Linked DNA regions of Arachis hypogaea: region 2 is linked to region 1. The links are chromatin contacts, called in public Hi-C maps. All regions are on one chromosome and are shown on one strand. Each heading gives the region's core, a stretch centred on a gene start, on an enhancer-like site or on the middle of the called end of the contact. The rest is flanking DNA. Distances are from core to core; before and after follow the strand shown. Region 1 has its middle 6.6 kb from the start of LOC112714896. Region 2 holds the start of LOC112788955 (fatty acid elongase 3-like).

What was found. A called contact is a pair of places that touch in the nucleus more often than the background predicts.
Region 2: a Hi-C map of an unstated tissue shows a contact between it and region 1, with 2.3 times the contacts expected there. The contact joins the promoter of LOC112788955 here to the enhancer-like site in region 1. A contact is called at or near these places in 4 of 8 Hi-C or Micro-C datasets (leaf and an unstated tissue).

Annotation. Positions count from the first base shown.
Region 1 is chr1:852,569-858,934 of arahy.Tifrunner.gnm2.J5K5, forward strand. No RefSeq gene overlaps it. Among protein-coding and RNA genes, the nearest start is that of LOC112714896, 6.6 kb to the left of the region's middle. Within about 2 kb of position 3,008, at least 1 of the 3 cell types and tissues checked has open chromatin away from gene starts, as enhancers often do.
Region 2 is chr1:896,115-902,480 of arahy.Tifrunner.gnm2.J5K5, forward strand. LOC112788955 (fatty acid elongase 3-like) reads left to right here and starts at 3,225. Exons shown (of 1, transcript XM_025830650.3): 1 at 3,225-4,508. The coding sequence starts at 3,362. The coding sequence ends at 4,252.

The DNA.
Region 1 (6,366 bases), core at 1,758-4,257:
TTATCTATTTTTCTCTCCATCTCTTTGTTTTTTTTTTTCACTATATTTAGAATCTGATATCTTTATTTTTAACAAATTTTAGCTAAACCTTTCTTTTATTATAATATAACTATTTTGATTAAATCTTAGAACTTTTGAATACATAATCTAAATAGATTAAAATCTTTTTTTATTTTCAAAAGTTTTAAAAATATTACTCTCTATATTTCCGGCCTCTTATTAGTTAAAATTTGGTTAAAAGTTAACTCTACACCTAATATTACTCTTAATTATACAAAAATATTTAGAAAATAATAAAAAATAATTTAAAATAACATAAAATTATTTTATTTTATAAATTATTAATTATTACTAAAATAATTAAATAATACTAAATTAAACAAATAATTTTAAAACGTTATTTCTATCTCTATCGTTATCTAATGCAAGACAAGATGCGGCAACCAGTTGTTTCATGTTTGAAGCTTGTCAATGAAACGACGTTTCACATTCTCTTCTCAATCTTTTCCAGTTTTTCGTAATTGGCGCAGACTTCAACAAGTTCCATACGTTGCTGCTTCTCATCGATTTTGGTGGAAACTCAGGTACAGTTAGGGGTGGCAAGCGGGGAAGCCCGCCCCGCCCCGTCAGAAGCCCGTCCTTTGGCGGGTTGGCCCGCTCCGCCCCGCCTAGTGAGGCGGTCCTAAAATCCTAGCCCGCCCCGCCTAACTGCGGGCTGGCGGGCTGGCGGGCTAAGCCCGCCAAAGCTCCTCTTTTTTTTTTTACTATTAACTACTAGGTAATATATATAATTTCACAACTATATTAATAAATTTATAATTTCTAATGGCATAAAAAATTATATTTTTTATATTCACAAACATTAAAATCTTTGTAATTATAAATATCTAATAAATATAATTATAAACCAAATTTTCATTTAAAATATAAGTATAAATATTCTCTCCAAAGCAAAATAAATATAATCCAAAACATAATTATAAATATTGTCTCCAAAATAACATAAACATAATTCAAAACACTCCATTTTTATCTTCACACTCTTGTAAGTTAGGTTCGGGGAAGCTAGGTTTTGGCAAAAAGATTGCAAAAATACCCCCTCACTAATAAAAATCTTAGCCCAGCGGGGAAGCCCGCTCCGCCCCGCCAAAGCCCGCCAAAACTCGTGGTTTAAACGGTGCGGGTTAGGCGGACTTTTGCTATTTGGCGGTCCCGATTTTTCAGCCCAACCCGCCTTTTTTGGCGGGTTACACGGGCCGGCCCGGCGGGTTTATGCCCGTTTGCCACCCCTAGGTACAGTCAACTTCACTTGAAGTTAATACCTGAGAATTGTTAGATAATTTGGTTGATTTGACTAAATTTTCATCTAACGACTCTTAGATATTAACTTCACGTGAAGTCGACTTCACTTGAGTTTTCACCATCGATTTTTTCCCTCCATATTATCATTATTCTACGATAATGACATCTTAATTTTGTGTGATAAATTCCTAAATCATATTGAATTAGGTCCACACTCATTTGATTCAAATATTATGAAATAATTATTTTTCACAACTTTAGTCTGTTAGATAAATTAAGATATGTATGTGATTACTTTACTTTTATGCTGGTTGACATGTTTTTTGTTCATTTTCTTTTTCTAAATTTAAGGTATAGACTACACAAATTCTTCTGTATTTTGTGCGTAAAATTATTTATTTTTATTAAAAAGAATAAAAATAAGAAAAATTAACCTATTTTATATTTTAATTATAAAAATTCTTATATCATATTACAAACTAATTCTCCTAAACCGAAACACAGTTACATTGAACTACAAGATTAACTTTGTATCTTATAATTAATTTGTTTGTAAAATTAGTTAAGTGTGATTATACATAACTATATGTTATTTTATATGATAAAACTATTTATTTTAAAAATTAAATTATTAAATAAAATCACATAAATATTATGTACCTAACAAATGTATGATAAATCTGTGTGTGGGCCTCTACGTTCATTTGATAGATTTTGCTGGAACTATGTAAGATATATGATATGATTGAACCGTAATTGGTTAGAGCATTAAAGCCTAAAGGTGATGAGTCAATAATGGTGTCAATTTAATTGATATTAAAAATAATAAAGGATAAAAATAAGTACCCTTAAAATATATCAGCTTAATTTTAATATATTAACAATATAAAATATTTTATATAATTATTTAATTCATAAAATTATATAATTAGATTAGTTTAATTTTAATATATTAATAGTGTAAAGTATTTTACTAAATTATATAATGACATTCGTTTTTTTAAATGATTATTCACACAATTAATATAAAAGATAATTATTTTTATTATGTGATATTACGTAAATTAGATGTACGTATTGTTGCGACCCAACCCGGCTGGTTTCATAATAGACCCGACCGGTACGCCCCTTTGCCGGGTCCGGACGACCGCCTCGCGAGGCACCTTTCCTCCTGGGTGCCAGCTCACCTGGTGACAGCTAGCAAGGGAAAGCTTCGCAGAAAGTGGGTCTGTCCGTGCGAGACCCACCTCTGACACAGTATATATGGGGAGGGTCCTACTCCTCTCCCAAGATACGTAATCACAACATTTCTCTTTTACTGTCTGTACCTCAGAGTGTTTTTGCAAGTGGCATCCCCTTTTACTCGTCAAGAGATCGGGAGGACGACAGCTAAATCATCTCGCCAAGACAGGACCCATCTTCACACCCAACTAACAACTCGAACCGTCCGGTAGGATAACTTATCGAACACATATAAATTTATTTTATACAGTACATCAAAATATTAAATTCTAATTAAACATATATATAAAATTATTTTATATTAATTGTGTATGAAATTGAAATTCAAAATATATACGACAAATTTCCAGGAAATGGATAACAACGAAGGCAACATGAACAAGATCACTTTGCAGACGTGGTATATAACTTTAATGACCAAGTTGTAGCGCACCGTCGCCGTTTCTTTAAAATTTGTTGTCCTGTTTGGCTGTTTTCTATTCATGATTGCAACGCACTAACGCATTCGTTGATGACACTGGAGCAGTGTCTTATTCGTGCTGTCGTTCTAATCATATCCTTCTTCTAGTTGTGTTGGTTTGATTTTGATATAAAACGTCTTGAATATTAGCCCCACAAGAATCAAAATTTGCTAAGGCGGTGTCCTACATCTAACAATCATAGAGGCCCAAAAAGTTCCACATTCACCAAGGGAAATCCTCAATTTTATCTTTCATTATCTCTATTGCCTTAGCTCTTAGGCTTTTGTTTTAATGGAACATTGTTATGACTGGTCGCCTTTCTAATGAATAGAGTATTATTCACAAATTAGGCACGCCTTCCTTTTAATTTAGTCCAGCTCTGATCTATTAGTGAAAGATTTATAATTTTTTTTGGAATTTAATTTTAATGCACTAACAGTATATATAATTGTTAAATTATATTTACTTTTTTAAATAACTATTTATAATGTCAAAATAAAAAAATAGTTATTTTTATTAATATAACGATACGTAATTAAATGTACGTATAAAACTATTTTATATTGATAAACTATTAAAATTAAATCATTTTTTTTCTTTTGAAATATTCGTGAAGGATTTTGAAATGTGGAGTAAATATCAATCTGGTTCTTATCTATTTTTACGAAGAATAATAAGATGTCTGTTGTCCAAAAAAAAAGAAATCCTTCAACCATCAACCTTTTTATTTTAGGACAATACGACTTCTTTATTAAAAGATGTGTTAAATAATAACGAAAATTAGTTTTGTGGCGGGTTTTATTTGTAATTTGTGGGGGTTTTAAACGTCCACAAACTATTAATAAGTTATTTTTAAAAAATTCTTTCATCGGTAGTTACGTGGAGAAAGATCATTGCTGAAAATGATATTGCAGAAGAAAAAAATAATTACAGTACGAAAATTTTTTAAAGAGAAAAATAGCATCGAACAAGTATCGAACAATAAATAAAATAAAATAACATTAATATTGATGATATTTGTATTGGTAACGATGAGCGTAGAAGAAATAACAATGGTGATAAAGTATGGTTATACAATAGAAATAGGTAAGGGAAAATTGATAATAATAAAAATGAAGAAGGTGATGGTAGTAGTGATCATAGTTAGTTATATCATTGAAAAAAATTTTGTAGAAGATTTTAAACCCCTACAAATTACAAGTAAAATTTTTACAAAATTAATTTTCATTACTATTTAACGAATGTTTTGACAGAAGAATCGTATTGTTTTAAAATAAAAAAGTTGAGAATAGAAAAAATATTTTTTTTTTAGACAAAAAACACCTTGTACTTTGTGAAAACAGACAAATGAATAAATGACGGATTGAATTTTTACTCATAAAATGTTAGTATAAAAGAGTGATACAATATAATCAACAAAATTGATCATTTTTAACTAATATTTAATTAATTATAAATTTTAATAATATAAAAATAAAATATTGATTCAAAATATTCATTAATATTGATAAAAAAATATTAGTCCTAACATTTTTCATAATATAATCCGGTTTTAATAGAGAGTGAACTCTTCTTTGACTAACAATGAGCATAAAGTAATAAGTAGCAAAAATGATAAATAAAATAAAATAAAATAAAATATTAGTTGATTATTAATTAAAAATTGGTTTCTAATCTTCTACCAATATGATAACAGTGAAACAAAAAACTAACGATGAAATGTTTTTTTTTTTATGATTACAAATTCACATATCTCTAAAGAAGGAAGTAGAAAAAATAATGATGAAACCTATATGAAACTTTTAATAACTCATTTATATAGACATGGTCTTTAATTAACTAATAATGTTAAATGGCCAACAGATTTTATTATTTTTTATTAGTATTTTTAGTTAATAATTTAATTTTTTTGTCTACTAATTTAATAATATATTTTTAATTTATATTGTTAAATATTATTAACTAATTACTAACAAAAAAATAAATAAATAAATTTTGCTAACTCTCTAATATTTCTTTTATACAATAAAGAGTTGAACTGGGTTCTTCACTTTTAAGACTAAAAGACTCAAGTTGAAGTCCTTAGATGTTTAAGACCATATATAAAAGGCCACCACTATGGTGGCTTTCAATGTGGTGGCTATAAATGCCTATATATTGATCTATCAATTTAACAATGACACATAGTATATTTTTTTGTAAGGGTTATGTTAAATAATTATTAATTTTTTTTAAACAACATAACAACAGACTTTAAAATTAGTTCAATTCACATAAAATATACTATATTTTAAATTATTCACTTAAATTTTAATATGAGAATAATTATCTGCACACCTAATAAATTGAATATCCGATATATCTATTATTCACATTATTTAATATTTTCATTGTCTACTTATACTTTTCTTTTTTGTAATTAATAATTTTAAATTTTACTTGACTAATATTAAAATTTAATTAATAATAGTAACTTTAGACTTCAATTTTTTTATTGCGGAATAAAATGATTATTTTAATTAAAAATAAAAGATATAAATAATTATTTATTATCGTGAGAAAAAAATTAATGCAATGTAAGTATTTTTAGATATTATCATTTTTTAAATTTTGGGCATTGGTAGCGCTCCATTTCCGACGACGAAAGAAAACGATAAATCATTTTTTTTGTCAAAATATGATAAATGGTATAATTTTTTTCTTTTATTTACAGACTCATAAACATGTCATTATTTATTAATAGAACTGAAACGTATTTCAATTTTTCATTTTGTATAATTGAAAATATCATTTTATAAAGTTCATAGTCACCATAGCCACCAAAACTTGTGGCCACCATAGACTACACCTATATAAAACTAAAAATAAATTGTTACAAAGTTATTGACATAAGCCTTATTACAAATTAAAAATCTCTTGTTACAAAAAGATTTTATATTTTAAAAGAGAAGTATTAGGGAGTCAGTAACTTTTGTGATTTGTAACTATTAAATAGTCATCAATGATAATTTTAATTGTGTGAGATTGAAGTGAGATTTCATTCAATAATTCACTTTTCTTTGCTGATTACATGCTGGCTAGAATTTAATAAAGTTGCTGTCCCTTAGATTTTTCTATTTTAAAAATAAATAATATTTTGTAACAAAATTTTTAACAAAAGATGTTATGAATTCATATATTTTTTGTATTAAAAAACTTAAAGAATCATCCAACAATATAAAAAGACAATATATGATACAACAAAGTCAACTCCAAAATTATTAAGATCTTGGCATATAAGATCTTATCATATCCATTCACATTATTCTTTTTCCAAATTTGCTTTTATTTAGTTTAGTTTACAGAAATAATTGTTGTGATG
Region 2 (6,366 bases), core at 1,975-4,474, 44 kb after region 1:
AATTTAAGACGAATATGCCTCCGATGATGATAACCCAACCCACTGGCCCTGGGTTAGGAATATAAAAGGGAATAGAATAATAATAATGTTACATTATTAATAAAATTTATAATATTTAATTAATATTTTATATATTATATATTATATTTTAAATATTACTTTAAATTTGAATAATATAAAAATAAATTATTAATTAAAATATTAGATTAATATTAATAAAAGTTATTAGCTTCTTAAAATTTTTTAATAAAATATATAGAGAAAGTAAGAAGGAGGGACCGCAAGAGGAATAGTGTAAAAAATGTGCAAATTGTTTTTTATCTGGTAATAGAAACGGGATGAAAAATAACCAAATATTTGAAAATTATGTTACCAAGAAAAAGTCAAAATTGAGATTTAAAGAGAAACCAACACATAAAATTCAAACGAAGCTTCCCAGGAATAATTAATTAATTATCATGCTTGTTGTCCTTTTGAAGCAAACTATGACTTGTGTTTTTTATTAGTGGTTTTGGCAAATGAAATATAAATTGAACTCAGAGATTTGAAATTAAATTGATAATAAATTTAAGGTTTTTTTACATAAATAAATTATTAGAAAATCGATTTTATATGATTTTTCGAAAATAAAATACACAAAAGTCTCTTTTTAATTATTTATATAAACTGTGTTAGAGTATTCAATTTTACCTCAAAAGATATATTGTGGTAGGGAGGGACAATTTATGAATTAATTTTAAACTGAAATTGTACATAAATCATGATAGAGTAATATACTTTACAAAAATATATAAATTGTAGATTCCTGTCACTATTTCTAACAAAACTAGTATTGTCTATTAATATATAAATAGTGGCAGGGTAGTAAGTTTTTATAATTTGTGATTTTTTTATTTTAATTATTTAAATATAATATTTACAAAAAATGTGTAATCTGTAACGCTACGTTTATCTATTAACAATTATATTTCGAATATATTACCCAAAAGCATGTTAAACAAACATCTTGAGTACACTAAATATGAAACACAACAGGAAAGCATAACCCAAGTGTGGTAAAGGGATATTTAGTTAACCGACTTAATTAAGTTTTTTTTTTAAAAATACCTTAAACAATAAATGATTATATAAAAAATAGTTTATAAATAAGTTATTTTGTATTTGGATTTTTAGTTTTAAAAGAGCTTATTTAATAGAAATGTGATAAAAAATAAAAATATTATGAGAGAAAGTTATTTTTTTAACTTTTCTATAAACTCTTAAATAACTTCTTAAAAAACTATAATTTAATTTTAAAAATTACACCAAATATTAATATTACTATTTTTTATAAATAAAAACTCAAAAAAACTATTTTTAAATCTTTTCAAACGAACCCTAGTGTACCTTGGATACGTCCTTAATGGAAAAAAGAGCATAGTACTTAAGATGTCTTCTACCACCATATAAGGGGTGTGTAAGTGAAAACTATTGCTTCATTTCTTATATTCTACTATTCTAGAGTCTTGGATAATTTTAAAAGCATACATCTAGATGAGGGATTACGTTTGATAAAACAAAAAAATATTAATAGACTGAATGCAACCTGATATGTGATCGAAATACTGAATTTCAAAGTCATGTATTTGTTATTTTTAATGGAAAATTAATTAATATATTTTGATTTATTTAGTTTTAGTTAATTAGATGTTTAATATTTATTTGAATGAGATTTGTTAAAAGAGTAGAGTTAAAATTTGATTAGGTATATATAAAATAATTTTTATTTGTCATGTTAGTTTATTATAAAATAATTATAAATTTTTATTTATTATTTTTAATTAAATAATATTTTTTCTTGTGTATTAAATTAGTTAATAATATGAAATAATGTTTATTGTCGTGTTAATTTATTATAAAATAATTATGATAATCTATTATTAATTAATATATTTTTATGGATTAAATTAGTTAATGATATGAAATAATTTTTATTCGTCATGTTAGTTTATTATGAAATAATTATATTTTTTATTTATTATTTTTAGTTAAATAATGTATTTTTTGTGCATTAAATTAGTTAATGATATGAAAAGCTTCACCCAAAAACACAATAAATTTCTATAGGAAAAAACGCATAATTTATTTAGCAAAACACAAAAAAACCTAAATCGATTGATAGAGGTGTTTGTGTTAACAGATTTGTGTGTTTTAAGAAAATTAATAAATTATTTAGCAAAACACACAAATTGTTTTTTAAGAAAACTAACAGTCAAACAAAAACGAAAAAAAAAAAAACGAATACGATCAGCACCTCAGATCAGAGGGGAATGAATTTAAAATTTTAGAATTCTATTTTAAAGAAAATATAATATAATGGGTATCAAATATTTGAAGTTTTGGGCTAAGCATCTTCAAAGTGTTGCTTCTTCTTGTCATAAAGATATTCTTAACTTCACATAACTAGCTAGTAAACTTTGTTTTTCATGTTATCTTTTGATGGGGAGGGAACAACATATAAATTTTGTACACCATATAAAAAAATAATTATTATAGTCTTAGAAAAGGCTAATTGTATTACATTTTACTTGAAAATAAAGTGACGAATTTCTTACTGATTTTAGATGAAACGTATGTTAGCGTGAGACTAATTTCAAAAGAGTAATACTTGGGGTTAGTTTTGTCTTAAAAAAATATTGATTAGGCACTTTTAACTCCTCAACAATATTAAAAGAGTTATGTTAGGTAATTAATAACTTTCTTGAACAATATATTATACTTTAAATTATTTATCTAAATTTTAATATTAGAATAACCATCCACATTTGATATATTTATTGTTCACATTATTTAATATTTTCATTGTCTATTTATACTTTTCTATATTAAAATTGTGGATATTAACAAAGTTAACAGGAATTTATTGTTACCAATATAATTTTTTAGAACTTTTATACAACAAATATATAGTAGAATATTTTCACACTTCAAATTTGTTAGATACTTAGATAGCAATTTAAATAACTATTTTGTTTGCTATTATAATTATTTTTATATATCTATATTATATATAACGAAGACATTAGAAGAGTTGGTCTCTTTTTTTAAAATATTTTTTATTATATATAATTCAAAAAATGATACTTTAAAAATTTAAATTCAAAATCTTTTAATTAAATTGATAAATTATTTACTATCTCAATTAATTTAATTTTAATGAATAGGTGCGCTACTATATATGATCTTTTTCTCTCAAATGGAATAATTGTTTAATCATCGCGCTGCTTGGCAGTTGGCACTGGCAGGCTCGCTATATCCCAGTGTCTCTGAGACGCAGTTTCCGAACAAATGAAAAAACCCAACTGACTATACCACGACCTCCATGGGCAACCCACCGTCGATCCACGCCCTCATCACCTTCTACCTCTCCGAGCACCCTTCAATTGTCGGCTTCCGTTGGAGCCACACCCAATCGTGGGGCTCCACGTGGTCCTTCCTCTTCTCTTCCATATCCCTCTACCTCCTTCTCTCCCTCTCCCTATCCCTCCTCCTCCGCCCCCTCCGCCGTCCTCTTCCCCTCGGCCCCCTCCCCGCCCTCCACAGCCTCGCCTTGTCCCTCCTCTCCGCCACAATCTTCGCCGGCATATTCCTCTCCGCCGCCGCAGAGATCCGCGACACCCGGTGGTTCTGGCGCCGCACGAAGACCCCCTTGGAGTGGCTACTCTGTTTCCCACTCGGCACTCGCCCCTCCGGCCGGGTGTTCTTCTGGTCCTACCTCTACTATCTCTCCCGCTTCCTCCATATGCTCACCACCATTCTTGCAATCTTAAGACGTCGCAGGTTGTTGTTTTTTCAAGTCTTTAACCACTCCATCTCCGCCTTCACGTCATTTTTGTGGCTCGAATTCTCTCAGTCCTTTCAGGTCCTCGCAATCCTCTTCACCACTCTTGTCTACTCCCTCGTCTACGGTTACAAGTTTTGGACAGCTATTGGCTTCCGCGGCGCCTGTTTTCCGTTCGTCCTCAACTGTCAGATCGCCCTCCTCGGTTGCAACGTTGCGTGCCACGTTGGGGTTTTCTTTCTCCACTTCTTCTTCAAGGGTGGGTGCAATGGGATTGGCGCGTGGGTCTTCAACTCTGTCCTCAACGGCGCTGTGTTGTTGCTCTTCCTCAACTTCTATGTGAGGGTTTATGTTTTTGGCAAGAGGGAGAGAAAGATCATTCATGGTGACTGTGCTCGCTCATCGTGCCCTGTTTTGATCTCTGGAAATTGAAAATCAGTTATTCCCTTCCGTCCTTCATAGTTTGTCCATTCAAAAATCCAATGTACTAATTTATGAAAGGTGGAAACTCAGGTACAGTCGACTTCATATGAAGTTGATCATCTAATAGCTCTCATCTATTAATTTTATGTGAAGCCGACTGCACTTGAATTTTTTCCTTTATGAAAGGGTGAAGACTCCCTTATAATTATTTCTACTTAAAGTTAATAGACGAAAAATATTAGATAATTTAATATATTTAACTAAATTATCATCGATGTAATAGCTTCACGTAAAAATAACTTGTGATGAATTCTCATCTTACGGAGTAGACAGTTATTTCAAAGCGGTGGGGAGTAGATAATGATAATTGTAAGCTGAGGATCAGAAAATGAGTGGCACTCTCTATGGTCTATGCTGCTGTTTGGGTCCAAAATTTCCAGGTTAATGGTTGGTCACTTTTTGTACAAAAGTATAGCTAAGACAAAAACAGTAGAAAGTGGAAGGTACTTTTTAAGTATAGAAATAATTGAAACTACAATAATGTAGAAAATTAAAGTTTTGTCAATTACGTGTAATGAATATGATTGAGAATTTGTTGTGTTTGGTTATCACGGATGCATATCGCGTAGAATATTCATCTCACGTTAGGTTGAAATAATGAAGTCACTGCATAGCAGCAAGATACGAAGCACATGCCAGATATTCCATGATCCTTCAAATAAATTTCAGTTGGAGTTGGGTGCTATATATCTGTCTACTGGTTGGAAATTTTAGTGCTTTTCTACAACTAAACATCATGAAATATGCCAAAATGACACCTTTTAATTTAGATGTGGTCAGGAGAATAGTGTAGGACGCTAATGCAGTAATAAAGTGTATAGGTGGTTATGAACAAAAGTTGGACTGTCCGATTTGTATTTTAAAATTAAAAAAAATTTGGGGTACACAAATCGGATCCTCTGATTTGTGTACTCCAAATTTTTTTAAATTTTAAAATACAAATTGGAGGGTCTGATTACCTTCGTCAAAATTTAAATTTTCTCCTCCATATTAATCAGACTGTCAGTAGGCTTAATTTTTTTTTACAAAGAAATCAGATAGTCCGATTTCTTCATCCCTTGTTTCAAAAACAACTGTCCCACATGGCCACATCCATATCTAACGCCCACAGTCTCCACAACAATGCACAACACACATGGAAGAGAAAATTTAAAGTTTATAAATGAAAGCTAACAAAATATGAATATAAGTTCAAAGTTTATAAAGAATGTGGTTTTGTGGTACAATTTGCGATCTCGTATCAATATTCAAAGAGGTTAGGACTTAGGAGGTATTTCCTAGTTTTTATGAGATATTTTACACTACTTAATTATATCTCATTTAAATATTAGTACTAATAAAAAACCAAATAAATAGTTATTTTTTTTTTATTTGACCTATTTGACAAGAATTTCCCAGTATCTAACTTGATTGTAATGGTGAAAATGTTATCATATGCTATCTTAAAATAAGATAATATTTTGAAATTGATTGACAACTTAAATTGGTTTCCAAAAGAAATTTGATTGAATATTTAGGTTGTCCATAACATTTTATACTCCAAGACGGTCTAAGGATTTCTCGTTATTAGTTTGCTACAATGATTTCAAAATTGTGATACATCATTGTCAACTAATATTTTTGAAAATTAATTGTGTTGTAATAAAATTAATTTAGAACTTATTTACTTAATACATATATTAATGACTTTATCAGTTTATTGAAAATTTGTATTTGTTGAAATGATATAGTAAGTACAACTGACCACAGAAAAGTGTTTGGTGAATGTGGTAAATGTTCGTTTGTTAAACATATTTAATTTTAATTTTATGTTATTAATTGATTTATAATATGAAAAATAAAAATATTATATACACATAAAAAATCAATAACTAAATTAGTTATTATATATTTTATATTTTAATATATATTTTATATATGTAATTTATTTAGCAGCAAATTTTTAGTATACACGTAGTATTTTAAAAAATTATTTCCCACAAAATAGCTTCTAAATAAATGAAACTAGTCTGGCCTTCAAAAGATGTCAAGTATTTGATAAAATAAACTAAAAAAATAGGATA